Linked DNA regions of Zea mays: region 2 is linked to region 1. The links are chromatin contacts, called in public Hi-C maps. All regions are on one chromosome and are shown on one strand. The core of a region is the stretch at or near the end of the contact, and the rest is flanking DNA. Distances in the headings are between cores, read along the strand shown. Region 1 holds the start of LOC100272535. Region 2 holds the start of LOC732729 (putative protein phosphatase 2C 9).

What was found. A called contact is a pair of places that touch in the nucleus more often than the background predicts.
Region 2: a contact with region 1 is called in a Hi-C map of leaf, with 5 times the contacts expected there. The contact joins the promoter of LOC732729 here to the promoter of LOC100272535 in region 1. A contact is called at or near these places in 4 of 25 Hi-C or Micro-C datasets (ear, endosperm, leaf and 1 more).

What each region holds. Positions count from the first base shown.
Region 1 is chr10:145,703,370-145,706,459 of Zm-B73-REFERENCE-NAM-5.0, forward strand. LOC100272535 reads right to left here and starts at 1,277. Exons shown (of 21, transcript NM_001358365.1): 1 at 1,196-1,277.
Region 2 is chr10:145,836,267-145,839,473 of Zm-B73-REFERENCE-NAM-5.0, forward strand. It overlaps LOC732729 (putative protein phosphatase 2C 9), which reads right to left and starts at 1,340. Exons shown (of 6, transcript NM_001309487.1): 1 at 1,247-1,340; 2 at 913-992; 3 at 167-409; 4 at 1-88. The coding sequence starts at 951.

The DNA.
Region 1 (3,090 bases), core at 27-2,526:
TATGATAGGGTATATCAATGCTACTAAATTTAAAGATGCAATATTATTCTGCGGCTATGTAACATGTTTAACGAGAACAGAACGAGTATAATACATTATATAGAACAAGTTGGCGCTTTGGGGCTTTTTAACATGCCACAAGAAACCTGGTGGTCCTAAATCGATTACCATGATTTAAGCATTGAGCTATCCCCAGTATCTTCTAGTGTGGTGAGAATCAAAATGTCCCAAGGATGAATCTATGCCACTACATTTAACCCTAACTATATCCAACAACATTTTTTCTCGACAACGCAGGAGAGCTGTGTATGTAAGAAGAAAGGAGTAAGAGCCCTTACACAAAACACACTCGGAATCAAAACAACGATATCTAATAGCATTGACTGGCATACTATTTCAAAATCCAGCAGTAGCTATATTTTGAAGGAGTGCTTTTTAGCAATATGTCATTCTAACAGGGCATGTCATTTAGGGATTTCCATGTAACTTTCTGCAAGGAGACACTGCAAGATAGGTCAGGATGCCATTTGAAATTTTGAATTCTAAGAACCTAAGCACATTTCCTTAAATCCCAACGGCTTGTAAATTGTTCTTATGTTTCGAATACTTTGTTACAAGAACATTTAAAGCTGGTGCCAAAAAACTTGGTGCATGTTCAAACTGCAAAGAGCCAGCAGACTCAGGTGTACCCGCTAGAAGCTAAAATGCACAGCACAACCCTTACTACCAAAAACACGCCACAGCAGTAACAAAATGTATCAGCAGCGCTGGCTTGCAAATCAAGTAGAGAAAAAAAAGGTATTATCATTATCCCCATGATGTGAAACACAACAGCCTGGAACAACTACCAGTTACGGTCCAAGACAAACAAGCAACCATGAATCTGGGTAACCCACACCACGGCACACAGAATAGGGTTGGGGTGGGCGTGACGTGACACGAGGCAGCAGTGGTGAACGCAGGATTTGAAACAAGGTAGTCCTAGCCAAAATTTTCATATGCAATATGATAAAATTAAAAGAACACGGTATACATGACCATAGATTAACTAAATTGTGATAATACATGTAAAATAAATGTAATATTTGATATTTTTTGTTTCATGACTCGGTCCTGTCATGTCCAATTTTATGCTCTGGTTTATAGTCCAGTGCTAACTATCATGTCCAGACCCTAGCTAAAGAAAATCACTCACCAGTCACCACCACAGTGTCTACCGGTCCAGGGGCGAGGATCAGCAGCCTGGGCCGCGCCTCCTGGAGCCCGCGGTGTCTTACTAGAAGAGGACTTGATCCTCAGCAGCAGGCGAGGAAGGGAATCGCGGGGCCGGAGAATGGAGTACCCGGAGGCGGCCCCCGACGGAACGAAGACGCGGTTCCCCCGGTCGCCACTCGAATCGGGGTCGTGTCGTTGCCTCCCGTAAGCAAGCGAGGGAACTCGAGACCACGACCAGCGGAGACCGGAGAGGTGGGAAGACGGAGTGACCGAGGCGCGTCCGTGCAGACCTCGGCGCGCCGCGTCGGAAATGGAGGGAGCGCCTGGCTGGCGGAGTGGTAGTGACTGGTGACTTGGTGAGCCTAGGAGGGGGGATGGAGGAGGGTGTTGGGAAATGGCGAGGGAGGAGATACAGTTCGCGGTCGCTTTAGAGCCCTAGAGGAGGGGAGAGAAATGGGGAAATTTGCTGTCCGCGTTCGTACCTTTTTCATTCTCATTCATATTTTTAGTATGGTAAGGGATGTTTGGTTTCTAGAGTTATGGGGTGTTTGGTTTTTAGGGACTAATGTTTAGTCCCTAGATTTTATTCTATTTTAGTTCCAAAATTATCAAATATAGAAACTAAAATTTTATTTTAGTTTCTATATTTAGCGATTTATACACTAAAAAGGAATAAAATGAAGGGACTAAACATTAGTCCCTAGAAACCAAACACCCCTTAGTCCATTCATTTTATTCTTTTTTAGTCTATAAATTGCTAAATATAGAAACTAAAATAAAGTTTTAGTTTCTATATTTGGTAATTTTGGAACTAAAATGAAATAAAATGTAGTGACTAAACATTAGTCCCTACAAACCAAACACCCCTCTAAATTTCAAAACGATACTGTGAACTGAAATGTTAAAAAAAATGCGTGTCACCGCTGTTCCAATTATAGTATCTGTCTCTACTACTATACGCCTCCTTTGAAACCCTTAAATTTCACAAAGATAATATAGAATTTTCACATAAATTACTTTAAAAAACACAGAAAAAATTAGGATTCACGAAATTATCATTTGATCCAAAGAAGACCTAAAGCACTAGTTTTTCTGGTTTCTATCGTCATTATTTTAAAAAAAAGCATATACTTCTTTCTAATCTAACATGTGGTTCAAACATTAACGCCCACGTCCATGGTTATGCAAAAAGTAAGTTAAAATTATGCACAAGTGTAGGTTCAAACCTTAGTTGTTGACTCAATATTACACACCGTCTGACAAACGGAACACATATTATTTTGTTTTATTGAAACAAAGTGTCGGTGTCGATCTAGTCGCCAATCACTACGAGTTGTTCCGCCCGGCGGACCCTCTGCGTCGTGCATACAGTCTGTGGTTTAAGGCCAGACAGTCCACGACTTAACAGCAGGAGCGGGGATTCCTGCGCTGAGTTGGACGGTCCGCGTCTGGTGGTCGGACGGTTCGCGTGTGCGCTGGGTGGCAGCGTTCGCCAACACGACACGTGGATCTCGGCCCCTAGAGGGACAGTGTCACGGAGGAGAGATCTTAGGGTTTGTCTTGGGGTAGGCAGGCCACCCAAGAGGCCTCTAAACGACATAGAGAGGTGAAGATTGAGACGAAGAAGGCTACGTTACTAGATACTCCTAAGGCAATAAAGTAAAAAAGAATTGATAAATGGATTGGTTTGTTCGATTGATGGTGTATACGACCAGTGTGCAGAGACCTATCGATGAGCTAGTAGCTTGCGTTATTCCTCTTCAAGATGTTGAAATCCCAGTGGGTATCGCGCTACAACTGAGTCCTTTGGTTCCTTCTGCTTTTGAGTCACATCCTCCTCCTACTTTGTCGGTAATATTTTATTCTGTTTGTTAC
Region 2 (3,207 bases), core at 90-2,589, 130 kb after region 1:
CCAGATCTGGAGTATGTGACAGAATAGCTTGGTCTGTTTTTTCATACGCTTTTATAATCGCTCTATCTGTGTGTGTCCAAAACTCTTCCTAAAATAGAATGACAAGGTTATGATAACCACACAGCTAGCAAATTAAGAGCTGTTGAAACAAAAGCTTAAAACTTACCTCATTCAAAATATTTGTAAATAAATTCTTCTGTAAATACATAGGAACGGTATCCCCTAAATGACCATCATAAATAGCAAAAAGACCAAGCTCGTTTCCTTTGACATCAACAAGTTCGGCAAAATGATAGTCCTCCATTGGATGATTCGTCATCCCTCTTACAAGGTTATATCCATAGCAGATCTTGACTTGCCCTTGACAGCCTTTCCCTTTACCGGATGCTATTGACCCTTGCCCCGTGAACTGCATACAAGCAGAACAATCAGCAAGAGGGCTGAAGTGCTAACACAAGCCAGATTGCAATTTGCAGAGCTCCTAGCTTACTCACAAGTTTCATGAATAATGACAGCTCATGAACATCTTTTTTTGGAGCGCTTACAGGTGGAGACTGGAGAGATTATGTTTAGTGCAACTCGTGTCGCTAGACGCTAGCATAATAATGGTATTTCATGCCAACAAGTCAATATTGGTCACTAGTTGTTATTACTAGTGCCAAAGGAGCATACTACATATTACTTCAACATAATATTTTCTTCACTTCAAGTTCAGCTATAAGATGAAAGGATAAAGAAAAAACTAAACCTTAACAGAAACCTCAGATTTATTTGACTTATAAACAGGAGAAAGTCAGTATCTTGTTGTATTAGTGATTGAAACACAAAAGTAATTGACAAAAATTCTAGAGATGCTAGTATATCCGTGGCCCAAAAAAAAAGACGCGGAAACCGATCAAAAGTGGGACTTACATCGGAGCAACCGGCGCCGAAGCAACATAACCTTGCCATGACTTCGTAATCCACTCTCAGTTCGAATCCAGGTACTGAAACTTTTAGAAACAAAAAAAAGGCGAGAAATCCGTAAGTCCCAACAATCAGCGAGACCTCCGCTGGAACCACGGGCGGACCTAGCATAGGACATGAGTGTACACGCGTACACCCGATAATTTTTGCAGAAACCCCGAGTTAGTATGCACCATGTAACCGGGTCAGATCCGAATAATTACAGCTTGTACTAGGGTTTGGTTTGCGGTGCTCGATTTTGAGGAGCAGGAAGGGAGGGAGGAGAGAGGGGGGGGCGTACCTGGTGCGTTGCTCCGTGCTCGGCGCCGGCGAAGGGCGGCGGCACTCGACGCCGCGAATACAGGAAGGTAGGGAAGAGGGGAAGAGGTGAACGGAGATGGGGGAGGGGGAGGGGCAGGTGGCTGAGGATTGCAGGTCTCCCACTGGGGAAGCAGTCGTCGTCGCCGTTAGCGGGTGGGGCCTGTTGGAATGGTCAACCGGGAGTTAGTGTTTGACCCACACCAGGCAGCAAATTAATTTCGGGTACTCAATGTGGTCCTGCCCCCGGTGCCCGGTGGGTGCCCAGTGCCCACTGCCCAGCGTGAAGTCAGGCCCCGGTTCATTTTTTTTCCTTCAATCAAATTATTACTACTCCCCGCCCTAAAATATACTATCTCTACATCAGAATATAAAATATAGTTCTTTCTAGTTTTATTTTTTCATCCATATTCGAATAAATAATAATAGATATAAACAAAATACATTCATATGTTAATCAATAAATGTATTTAAAAACTAAAACAAATTATATTTTAGGACAGAGTAGTTTTTTCTAACCCTCTTTTTTCTATTCACATTCAAATAAATGATAATAAATACAGATATATATATTAACTATATTCATAAGTTAATTAATGAATGTATGTTTAATCGAAAATTAATTAAGTTTTAGGACCGAGAGAGTATTAAACATGCGAGCCTAGATGCAATATGGCAGCTCCTATTGATGTGGTCCTGCTAGTAGTAAGTAGCATACTATCGAATGGTCGATTGATCAGGATAGTACCAACGACGTTGAATTAGGGCCCGGTCGATAACCATCGGTTCTACCGACCGGGCCATTGAACCATTGGGTCGGTACCGATCGATCAGTTACCTGTCGTCTTCTTGTTTAATGGCTCAGTTGGTATCGACCGAACCGGTCGATATCGATCACCTTTAACGACGTGGTGTATTTCACAGTGAGCTAGCTATTTTAAATTGTCGGGAGTATAAAAAAATGAAAAATGGTCAAATTTAAAGCCTTGGCATTCGACCTATGAAATAGGGGATGTTTAGATTCATTTGCATCTCTCACTTTCTAATTCGTTCGTCCTTTTGTTATCCTAGCATCTGACTCTCTATTTCAATATAAATCTCAAATTTAGTCCAAAGTTTCAAACCTTCATTAACTTGATCAACAACCGACCTTCATAACTATTCTGACGCGCCCTATCGGTGTGGGAGATCTTCTTCGACTGTCTTTCTACCGTACGATTCCTCTATTACCAACATATGTTTCCATATCTATATCCCGATCCTATGTATCACTACTCCATCTTACATTGATGGTCCTCTTATTTACAATGATGACTCTACCACCAACTTACTCCCTAACCATGGAAGCTCTTCCCATAGAAGTTGCTCCTCCTTTCATTAGCGCACCTTTTAGGACTTGTTCGTTTTGCTCTCAATCCATGTGGATTGGGTGAGATTGAGTGAGTTTCAATCCCGAATAAATCAAAATCTTTCATATATTTTGCAATCTCATCAATACACATATGTTAGAAATAACCGAACAAGCCCTATAATGCTCCTGCGTTTCCTCACTCATTTGGAGCTTCTCCCATGGTCTTATATTTTGTCTCTCGCAGATACGACAGTGTCCCAAACAGCGATAGTGATATTGTTTTGAACCAGCCCACTTATTTCGATGCTTCTCAGTTTTATAATGTAAAATAATGTTTACGCGATCATACGCACGATTAGAGTACTTTTGTTTAAGCGGTCAAGAAAAGCGAAAACGAGCTTCTCTTTGGGTTTGCGCGTCGGGACTCGGGAGGGACGCAATAGTCTATGTGAGATACCTTTCGAGGGTCAACACACAACAGCGAGCAGCCAGCGGCCGGCGCCGGCAACCCTACCATAGCCTAGTCAGCCCACGGACGACGTAGACCTAGTTCATAGACTCACGAGGTGGGCACGTCTGCCGAGGCGCCAACA